Regions from separate parts of the Triticum aestivum genome. Here region 2 is linked to region 1. A link is a contact called in public Hi-C data. All regions are on one chromosome and are shown on one strand. Each heading gives the region's core, a stretch centred on a gene start, on an enhancer-like site or on the middle of the called end of the contact. The rest is flanking DNA. Distances are from core to core; before and after follow the strand shown. Region 1 holds the start of LOC123062853 (proline iminopeptidase). Region 2 holds the start of LOC123062858 (CBL-interacting protein kinase 19).

The links. Hi-C and Micro-C count contacts between places; a contact is called where the count stands out from the background.
Region 2: a contact with region 1 is called in a Hi-C map of leaf, with 4 times the contacts expected there. The contact joins the promoter of LOC123062858 here to the promoter of LOC123062853 in region 1. A contact is called at or near these places in 2 of 5 Hi-C or Micro-C datasets (both in leaf).

What each region holds. Positions count from the first base shown.
Region 1 is chr1A:523,064,595-523,070,443 of IWGSC CS RefSeq v2.1, forward strand. LOC123062853 (proline iminopeptidase) reads right to left here and starts at 3,294. Exons shown (of 11, transcript XM_044486533.1): 1 at 3,130-3,294; 2 at 2,802-3,040; 3 at 2,586-2,684; 4 at 2,380-2,490; 5 at 2,225-2,287; 6 at 1,940-2,033; 7 at 1,573-1,670; 8 at 1,312-1,413; 9 at 822-935; 10 at 225-299. The coding sequence starts at 3,226.
Region 2 is chr1A:523,345,617-523,351,198 of IWGSC CS RefSeq v2.1, forward strand. It overlaps LOC123062858 (CBL-interacting protein kinase 19), which reads left to right and starts at 1,750. Exons shown (of 3, transcript XR_006429926.1): 1 at 1,750-3,344; 2 at 4,014-4,106.

The DNA.
Region 1 (5,849 bases), core at 2,044-4,543:
GAAACACGTGAGCCTGATTGCTTTCTCTTAGAAAACTTATCAGAAGCATGAGTCAAATAATGCCAGTCTGAAAGTCAAACAAGATGGCCTGAACTACCAAATATGACAGTTGCTTAATGCTTCAGAACAAAGTAAGCAGGAAATGATGGCAATGGAACAGGAAAAGCATGTAGTTTTTGGCGGAGAAGATTTTGAAAAATACGGAAATGATTGATGATGTTTACCTTAAACTCAGCTTCAGGCCAAGCTTTATGAAGATCCCAAGCAGACATCATAGGACAGCACATATCATACCGCCCCTGCAACATAATCACTATAATGTACAAATGTACCTTGTTTGGAAAACCCTTTTTTTTGTTCTATATGGAACCTTAAAAACAGTAGTAACATTAAACTCATTTAAAGTGTAAACTAGTTATGTTTGCAGAGCGGTATAGTAAAGGAATATGTAGCCACCTTATTAGAGCCCATACAGAAATGAAAAATACTGAGTCGTAAATGAATTGTGACAATTTTTCATTCATACAACTGACGAATCATTGTTTAAGAATGAAGCTTCTACAAATTAACTTCTACCATGAAGATCATATCTCAGCTAAGAAAGGCAGGAAGGGTAGCAAACATCACTTTGAAGTTTGAACACTTTAGCCGCCAACTGAGCATATGATACTGGCACCCTACTGCTACATGCTGTATGTGAACTTGGTAACTGGGAAAGATTAACAGACTAGGGGAGCTAGACACTATGTCTAGCTAAATGCATTAAAAAAACACATGGACACACGTAATGGCAAACCAAGAAAGCTTGAGTAGACATGTACCTGTACAATGAAAGTTTTAATGTGACGAATCTTGTCGACGTTGTCCAATAAGTGTGAGTCCGAGTCTAAGAATCCCTTGTTAATAAAGTAGTGGTTTTCAATCCTTGCAAATGCCTGAAGAAAGTTAATCATGTGTTACCAAATATACAATAGAAAGTATCAAGACAGTAAAGTACTACAACATCCAAAGTGTGTATAGACAAACATCTTGTGGTGTGTAACCTTAAAAGCAAAAGAAGTCATTGCAGACATCTAAAGAAACATTCGACACTTATCAGTGCACTAGCATTGGAACAAGGATTTCAGTTCCAAAAGAGCCCTTCAAAGGCACTATTGTATTATTCCCTAAAAAATGCTAACAACTGTAAATATTTTTTTTATGATAATGATACTAGTTGGCCAACAGTAAAAATAAAATAATGTAATCTGATGAACATATGAAGCAACTGTGATCCCAAAAGGAAAACTTGATGCTTGTGGAAGTACTTGCCAATGAAAATTTGTCATCCTCCCCTCGTTTAATGTTCTCGTGATTTTGAAGAAGATGTGCAGTCATCATCTCCCACGTTGTCCATCTTTTAGCAGCTTCAATCTAAATGGTCAAACAGTCACAATTAACTTCTGTTCATCAGGAAACCAATGTAGGCACCGGTATATGTTTCAACCATAAGCAATGAAAAGGAGGAAGTATGTGGAAGCTACAAAAAGGAACCCATCAAATATATAGCATAACATAGATAGATGAGTCTACCTGGACATCAGCATCAGAGGAAGTTAGCCTTTTGCTGTAAGCAGCTATGAAACAATTCCTTTCGTCCTCAGGAATAAAATCTCTAAATGGTTCCCATGCTGCATATTAAAATTAAAGTAAGCAAATCTATTCGCACAACAACTGCATACTGCAAAATACAATGTTTGTGTTTCAGAAGAAAACATGAGTGGCTTTGGCTAAAAAGGCTGCCTGCTCTTCAATTCTTTCAGTACTATTTTGGACAACTTCAACTCTTTGAGTGGAATTGCTCTAATGGACATAATGAACAGAACTACATGTAATTTTTCAATTGCCTGCTAACATTTAACCAAGTTTTCTTCATAATCATTATCATAGCACAACATACCATCTGGGAAAACAGCTGCTGCACCGCCCTCGTAGAACCAATCAAGCTCCTTTTTCCTAAGCAAGAAAATGCCTCTTAAAACAATGCCAGTGACCTGTAAACCATCAGGGATAGTATTAGCAGAGCCTCAAGCTCCTTTTTCCTAAGCAAGAAAATGCCTCTTAAAACAATGCCAGTGACCTGTAAACCATCAGGGATAGTATTAGCAGAGCCTACAGTATACTAACTCTTTTTGCTCCTAAATTCAGGCTCACACGAGAATGCGGCAGACAGTAAATTACTGACCTTATCAGGGTGAGTCTGGCTGTAGGCGAGGGCCAAGGTGCTTCCCCATGAACCGCCGAACACCTACATTATCCCCCATAACTAGTGAATTTATTTACTGAATGATAGCCATACAAGCAAACAAATTCCTGAGAAGAAGATGTAATTGCAATTGCCTGCCACTCTGGAATGTCGAGGTGCTGCCTGAGCTTCTCGATGTCAGCCACCAGGTCCCAGGTGGTGTTCTCCTCTAGACAAGCATGGGGAGTGCTCTTGCCGGCGCCTCTCTGCAGTCAAACACAAACGCAAATTAAGCACCGGCACCGCAGTCGGATCTCCCCAGAACACGGGTAAACAGAGATAAGAGGGGATCGACACTAACCTGGTCGAACAGCACGATCCTGTAGAACTCCGGGTCGAAGAACCTGCGGTTGCCCGGCGACGTGCCGGCCCCAGGACCCCCGTGGAGGAAGACGACGGGCTGCGGATAGAACAAAACTCAGCCTGGTTTTGTCAGACAACAAGGAACAGTGGAGGAGGAGGGGGAGGGGGAGGGGCGCATTGGCGCCGGGGCAGGGGGGTTGGTGGTGGCGCTCACGTGGCCCCCGGGGTTCCCGGACTGCTCGTAGTAGATGGTGTGGACGTCGGAGACCCTGAGGCGGCCGGTGTCGAAGGGCTCGACGTGCGGGTACAGATCCTTCCGCGCGGCGGGATCCATCTCCGGGCCGGAGACGGAGAGGCTGGCGCTGGCGCCGGAGGAGGAGCGGGGTCGGCGGCGGTGCCTCTGCGGCCTGCCGTGGGCGCGGAGAAGACGGCAGTTCCCTGGGGCCTGTGCTCCTGGAAGAGGGAGAGGGAGATCTAGTTGTAGAAGAAGGTCATGGAGATAAGGCTGGGATCGTGGGGATCGAGGAGATGATGGCGGTTACCTTGGGGAGGGGGTGGGGGAGGAGGCGGCGGGCGCGAGAGGCGTGCGGGGGCGGGACAGCGGAGGAGGAGGAGGGGAAGAGAGAGTGGGCGGATCATTTGGGTGGTTTTCCGTTTCCTTTTTTCGTTTCCGTTCTGGCGAGTGGGGTGTGGAGTGGCGCCCGCCGGTCGATCCATCCACTCCACGGCCGGCCGGGTGGCGGGTGGTAAAAAGTGCTCGCGCGGGTGTGTACGAGCATGAGAATAAGAGGGATATCCACGCGCGCTCCTTCGCCGCCCGTCTCGCCACGCCTCGTCACGACGCGCCGCGCCGCGGGTTGCGGGAATGAGCCGACCTCCTATGTTTGAGGGTATCCACTATAAGAGGTGGCGCGTGAGAGCAGTCTTATGGTTTCAAACCATGAGTTGCTATGACGCCACTCTCGGCAAACCTGAAGGAGAGCTTGATCCTCAACAGGCACAAGCTTTTCAGAAAATGGATACTCTGTTTAAGGCTGCTCTCTTGAGTGTTCTTGGTGAGAACATAGTTGATGCTTATGCGTCAATTGATAATGGAAAAGATATGTGGGATGCACTCGAGGCCAAGTTTGGGGTCTCGGATGCTGGCACTGAGTTGTACATCATGGAGCAATTCTATGATTACAGGATGACTGAAGAGCGCTCCGTGGTTGAGCAAGCTCATGAGATACAGTCATTTGCTAGAGAACTTGAGCACTTCAGTTGTATGCTACCGGACAAGTTTGTTGCCGGAGGTATCATCACTAAGCTTCCTCCTTCATGGAGGAACTTTGCTACCTTGCTGAAGCATAAGAGGCAGGAGTTTTCCGTCCTAGATCTCATTGGCACTCTTGATGTGGAAGAAAAGGCGAGAGCAAAGGACACACGTGCTCGAGGTATTGAGGAAGGATCTAGTGCCAATGTGGTACAGAAGCAGAACTTTCAGCCCCACAAGTTAAAGAACAAGGGCAAGTTTGATGGAAAAGCAAAGTTTGATGGGAAGAACAAGGCTGTGCAACACACGAACTTCAAGAAGAAGAATGGCAAGAAGAAAGGTGCTTGTCATGTGTGTGGGGATCCTGATCATTGGGCTCCTAGTTGCCCTAATCACTTTGACAAGCGTCATCCTGGGAAAGGCGGCAAGACCGCTAATGTTGTCATTGGAGACACTGACATGAAGGATGCTGGGTATGGTATATTTCCCACTATTCTTTCAGTATGTTATTCTCCTGACTGGTTGATTGACACGGGTGCTAATGTGCATGTATGCAGTGATATTTCCATGTTTTCATCTTATCAGACCGTAGGGACTTCAACCGTGCTGATGGGCAACAGTTCAAGTGCTTCTGTTCGTGGTGTTGGCATGGTCGATCTGAAGTTTACTTTGGGGAAGATCGTGCGGCTGAAGAACGTGCATTATGTCCCCTCCGTCAATAAAAATCTTGTTAGCGGATCTCTTCTGTGTAGAGATGGCTACAAGCCTGTCTTTGAGTCGAATAAATTTGTAATATCCAAGTATGGAACCTTTGTTGGTAAAGGCTATGAGTCAGGAGGCTTGTTTCGTTTATCCTTATCAGACGTTTGCAATAAAGTTGTTAATCATATTTGCAACAATAGTGAATCCAATGTGTGGCATTCACGTCTTTGTCATGTTAACTTTGGTTGCATGCCGCGACTAGCGAAGTTGAACTTAATCCCTAGTTTCACCACCGTCAAGGGATCTAAGTGTCAAGTGTGTGTGCAAGCTAAGCAACCTCGTAAGTCTCACACGACTGCGGAAATAAGAAACCTTGTACCACTAGAGCTCATACATTCAGATCTATGTGAAATGAATGGTGTGTTGACAAAAGGTGGAAAGAAATATTTCATGACGTTAATTGATGACTCCACTAGATACTGCCGTGTGTATCTTCTGAAATCTAAGGATGAGGCTTTGAACTTTTTCAAGATCTATAAAGCTGAAGTGGAAAACCAACTTGATCAAAAATCAAGAGGCTTAGGTCCGACCGTGGTGGAGAGTATTTTTCCAATGAGTTTGATGCTTTTTGTGCAGAACATGGTATAATCCATGAGAGGACTCCTCCCTACTCACCTCAGTCAAATGGGGTGGCCGAAAGAAAGAACCGTACTCTAACTGATTTGGTTAACGCCATGTTAGATACATCGGGTCTCTCCAAGGCATGGTGGGGGGAGGCGATATTGACAGCATGTCATGTCCTGAACCGAGTCCCCACAAAGAACAAAGAGATAACTCCATTCGAGGAATGGGAGAAGAAAAGGTTAAAACTCTCTTATCTGCGAACACGGGGTTGTTTAGCGAAAGTCAATGCTCCAATTTCAAAGAAGCGGAAGCTTGGACCAAAGACTGTGGATTGTGTTTTCCTGGGATATGCTTTCCATAGCATTGGCTATAGATTCTTGGTTGTAAAATCTGAGGTACTTGACATGCATGTCGGTACGATCATGGAGTCGAATGATGAGACTTTCTTTGAAGATATCTTTCCCATGAAGGATATGGCTACCTCATCTAATCAGGAGATGCCTAGTTCATCGAATTAGGAACCAGTTACAATTACCAAACCTACCATTTCGATAGAACACTTTGAAAGTCCTGTGGAGGAGAACAATGAAGTTCCTACTAGGAGAAAGAGATGAAGGATTGCAAAGTCCTTTGGTGATGATTTTCTTGTGTATCTCATAGATGACACTCCCAGTTCTATTTCAG
Region 2 (5,582 bases), core at 500-2,999, 280 kb after region 1:
CAACAGGAACGCGACACAATTAATGATCTCATCGACAAACTAAGAGTTGTGGCTGCTCGATTGTCGCCTCCAATCCCTGTTGTTTCGTAGTGGCTATCCCTTTGGTTTGCCTGGGCATATGTTTAGTTGGTGCCTCAAGAGTTGTACTATCCCCCGATCCATATTAATTGTCGCTGATTTAGTAGAAGGAAATATCTTTTTTGTTTTGTTTTGTCGAACCTGAACTTGTATGGATGTTTTGATGTGATGCTTTATCTATAAAATGAGACGTAAAACCTTTTTCGGTTCATAACTAATTCGAGAAGATTATTTGAGGATGACAAACCTTGATTAAAAATTGTAATGACTAGAATTGTGGCAACACATAACTAAATTCACATATGTTCAATACTCTTTTGTTTTTGTGAGAAAACTTCCGTTCTATTCATCTTCAATCATGACAACACAACGAACACTAGAAATACTAAAAATACATCCAGATCCGTAGACCATCTATGGACGACTATTAGCACTGAAGCGAGCCGAAGGCGCGTCACCGTCATCGCCCCTCCCTCGTCGGAGCCGGGCAAAATTTGTTGTAGTAGATAGTCCGGAAGTCGTGTACTAAGGCCCCATAGGACCAGCGTAGCAGAACAACAACCGCCGCCAATGAAGAGTAGCGTAGATCGAAAGGATCCAACCTGAAGACACACAAATATAGACGAACCACAACCAGATCCAAGCAAATCCACCAACGACAAATCAGCCGGCGAAATACCTCCGCAGGCCTATCGACGATGCTAGACACAACGCTGGGATGGGGGTTTGGTGGGGAAAACCTTATTCCATCTTCAGAGAGCTGACATAGTCTTGTCTTCCTGAGTAGGACACAAACCCTAAGAAAACTCAAAGGAAGATCTAAAAACTGAGCCCTCTCGTCGGCAAGGGTCTGATTCTTCGCGCCACCATGGCCCTAAGGCCACTGAAGACGAGACGGACCGGCAGCCATGCATGCGGAAGACAGAGAAACCCTAGGCTTTTCTTTGAGGAGGAGGCAGCTAGGCCTACGTGAGACACATGTATGTTTGATACTCAATAATGTACAACTTTAAGTTAATCATATTTGTATAGATTTTGAACAATTAACACAATCATATTTTTGTATGATCCTGTTCCATGGAGTTTGCGTATGGCGGGGGAATGCATTTTCTGGGGAGCCTTCTGCTTATATTTTTTTCCCAAAACAAAAGTATTTCTCAAGCTCGATGTGCCAAGATCGTTAGTTCTGATTCCTGTGAAATTTTACCACCGCTAAAATCATTGAAATTTTAGCATCTTCGATGGTTAGCTTGGCAAAAAGACTAATCTTTTTTTCATTTGAGAGTTACGTATTCGAGCAGACACCACCACATTTTTGTCTAAAAATAGGTTGTATTTGAACATGACTTGAATTTATATGTCACCCAATTGTCTTTCCCCCACCCAAACCAGCAGAACCCTAGAAAATCCCAGAAATTTCACCACACTCCGAGTCTGAAAGGGAAGGAATTGAGGAGGAACACACTGGCATGGAGCTGTTGCCTTCTCTAGAAAAAGAAGTTGGCATTGAGCTGTAAACGCACGGCAGAAACCATTTAAAAACCAGAAGAGAAAGGGAACAAAAAGGTAGGAAAGCCCTCCGGAGCCTGCCAGACATACCCACCCCCAACCGCATCAAATAGGTCCCGTTCCGTTCCGCCCACCCCCGCGCAACCCGCCTCCCTCCCCGCGCCTCCGCCCGTCCCGCCCCCCATGGCGGCCACCCCGCCGTCGTCGCGGGACCCGTCGCCGCAGCCCCGCCGTCCCGCCGCCGCCGCTGGCCGGCCCGCCGCCAGCGGCACCGGCGCCGGCGCCAGCGGCAACGGCAAGCGCGGCGGCCTCCTGCTCGGCCGCTACGAGCTGGGCCGCGTCCTCGGCCACGGCACCTTCGCCAAGGTCTACCACGCGCGCCACGCCGACACGGGCGAGACGGTCGCCATCAAGGTGCTGGACAAGGAGAAGGCGCTGCGTGCCGGCCTCGTCCCGCACATCAAGCGCGAGATCACCATCCTCCGCCGCGTCCGCCACCCCAACATCGTGCGCCTCTTCGAGGTCATGGCCACCAAGTCCAAGATCTACTTCGTCATGGAGTTCGTCCGCGGCGGCGAGCTCTTCGCGCGCGTCGCCAAGGGCCGCCTCAAGGAGGACACGGCCCGCCGCTACTTCCAGCAGCTCATCTCCGCCGTCGGCTTCTGCCACGCGCGCGGCGTCTTCCACCGCGACCTCAAGCCCGAGAACCTCCTCGTCGACGAGCGCGGGGACCTCAAGGTCTCCGACTTCGGCCTCTCCGCCGTCGCCGACCAGTTCCACCCCGACGGCCTCCTCCACACCTTCTGCGGCACCCCCTCCTACGTCGCGCCCGAGATGCTCGCGCGCCGCGGATACGACGGCGCCAAGGCCGACATATGGTCCTGCGGGGTCATCCTCTTCGTCCTCATGGCCGGCTACCTCCCTTTCCATGATCAGAACCTCATGGCCATGTACCGCAAGATTTACAGAGGGGAATTCCGCTGCCCGAGGTGGTTCTCCAGAGATCTCACCAGCCTGTTGAATCGCCTTCTCGACACCAACCCGGAGACAAGGATCACCATGGCCGAAGTCATGCAGAGCAGGTGGTTTCAGAAGGGATTTCGGCCTGTCAGGTTCTATGTTGAGGACGATCAGCTGCACAGCTTAGGGGACGGTGAGAGTGAGGAGCTGGGTCTCGTCGAACCTACCGAGCCGCCGCCTCCTCCTCCTCTTCCGCCACCGCTGCCACCACCACCGCAGCAAGAGGATGATGACTCAGGGTGGGAGTCGGATTCCTCCGTCGCATCCTGCCCTGCCACGCTGTCGTCCGAGGAGCGGCAGCGGCCTGCCGGGCGTCTCACACGGCCAGCAAGCCTCAACGCTTTCGATATCATATCCTTCTCCAAGGGATTTGATCTATCAGGGCTGTTCGAGGAGCGAGGGAGCGAAGTGAGATTCATCTCAGCACAGCCCATGGAAACCATTGTTACAAAATTGGAGGAGATTGCCAAGATGAAGAGCTTCTCCATTCGGCGCAAGGACTGGCGCGTAAGCATAGAAGGCACCAGGGAAGGGGAGAAGGGGCCATTGACGATTGGGGCTGAGATATTTGAGCTTACACCAAGCCTCTTGGTGTTGGAGGTGAAGAAGAAGGCTGGGGATAAGGCAGAGTATGATGACTTCTGCAACAAGGAGTTGAAACCTGGGATGGAGCCTCTCGTGCACCACCAACAGGGCTCGGCTCGAAATGTACCTTCTGATACGGAGTAGTTCTAAAGGTAGCTCTCTTGCTTGAAAGGAATACAAAGAAATTTTGGATTAAAAGGATGTGTCTTTTATATGTTTAAGCATGGGACCTGAGCAGAAAAATGCCATTCGTATTCCTTAGTCCCTTTGTGTTAGTATTATTCATTTTTGCAATCCAGAATTTTTTATGCTAGCGTTTACTGTGTTTGTTGTAGTTGTTACATACATATATACAGTCTAAAGGGAGTTGTGGACTTCGCTTTCTCTACATTATCAATGTTTATCCTAGCTCAAGTGCTCATGTTAAATTATGCTTTATTCATAATAATTTACAAATTTCATCTGTAATTAACTCATCTCTTAAAAAGTAATGTACCATTGGAACTTTCGTGAGTGCTAGACTTACGAGTATTATAGCTGTTGTGTAACTTCTTATCTCAGCTTTCATCAAATAACCATCACATCAAAAGCAGAATGGCCATTGGCTCGCCAATGTCCAGCTTCAGCGATATACTACCATTCTGTTTTATCAAAACAAAATAAGATCTGAGGAAGTCATGCTCTACTGATGATCGTTTCAGTTGAACAAAGCTCTGAAATTTGAATCTACTCTATAGATCAACTTGGCTTTCTTATCTTTGAAATTAGTACAAAATCGTGTTATTCCCTCTCATTCTTCTGAGTCAAGTTGGTCTTGACAGAAACCGAGCAGAAGCGAAGGGTTGCAAACAATTCAATTCCTGTTCCTGCAAGGTCACAAACATATGTTACATATCAGTGTTATTCAGAAAGAGGTGCGGTAAGTTACTTGCATATTCTAATAATCGTCTATTAATTCCAAACCTGTTGGTCCAGAAAAAGGAAAGACAAACTGAAGTTTAGTGCATATCCTTTTCTGCGTCAAACATTGCAAATGAAGAGGACCAATGGTTCTGTGCTCCTGTATAGTCGTGTATGCGAGAATAGGTAAGACACTTAGCATGTACCATGATTCTGGAGTTGGATGGGACGATAGGGCAGGAGGGGCTGCGAGGAATGTGTCAAGGTTGGAGGATGGTCAATGTAGGCCACTGGGGCTTAAGATTGGACACTGTTATATGAATAAAGTTAGAGCAGGCATCACACTGAATAAGGTGAAGTTTAGGGGTCAGGATATAAGCATTTACTAAATATTTTATGTTGCATATGCCTATTCCTAATCTATTCCATGTACATCAGAGGTTGATATGTTATTTCAGAGAGGTACAATTAAGTACAGTAGCTTCCAAGCAACTGGACACTTGATAAGTTTTCTTATGTAATCATATGAAATTTGATAACATAACTTAATTGTTATAATAATATAACTAATATAAGAACAGTATGGCGTGACAAATTACAAAGGGATAATAGCTCAACCAGGCCAAGAATTGTGACAAAAGATCTATTTTTAGCTGAATGCATACAGTTGTCACACTGAATAAGGTAAAGTTGGCCAGGTTAGGGGTCAGGGATATAAACATTTACTGAATTATTTGTGTTACATATGTCTATGCCAATCTACTCCATGTACATCAAAGGTTGATATGTTGTTTCAGAGGAGGTGCAATAAGCACCTTCCAACACTGGGGTAATAGGAGCTCAATCATACCAGTAACTGTGATGATGAATGGTAGCTGAATGCAGTGAAAAAAAAGATGGCATGGTTAATTTCTGATCTTCGATTATGGATGTGTTCTTATCCAGTTTTGAAGATGTACATACCGGCAAACTGATCGTGTGAATACCTACTATGCCACCTTTTCTTGTTTATTAATTCACTCCATCAAATAAATTTACAAGTAGATTGATTGGGAAATTGCAATGTGGCGTGAAGGAAGGGAAATGCTTCAGAAATACCAATGTTGTGCATAACAGAATGCGCATAAGGTTGTCATGCTGGCTACCTTTTCATGTTTCATTAAATAACAGAAATGTTGATTTTTTTTCCTCTCTGCTCATCAACAAGGCATGCCATCTGCATAAGGTTGTCATGCTGATTCATGTTCATTAAATAACAGAAATGTTGATTTTTCTCTCTCTGCTCATCAACAAGGCATGCCATCTGTTGTCGCTCTTTGCTGAACAAGGATCTAGGCTGCAGTTGCCAGTTAGAAAGGCTAAGCGCTGGCAATCACATAAAGACATATAGGCGTGAGTGAAATCAATAGCCTGTGGCAGTACATCCTTGGAAGTCACTGCTTCGCTGAATCGTTTGACAGTTGTGTTTGGTGATTATTATCCTATTATCT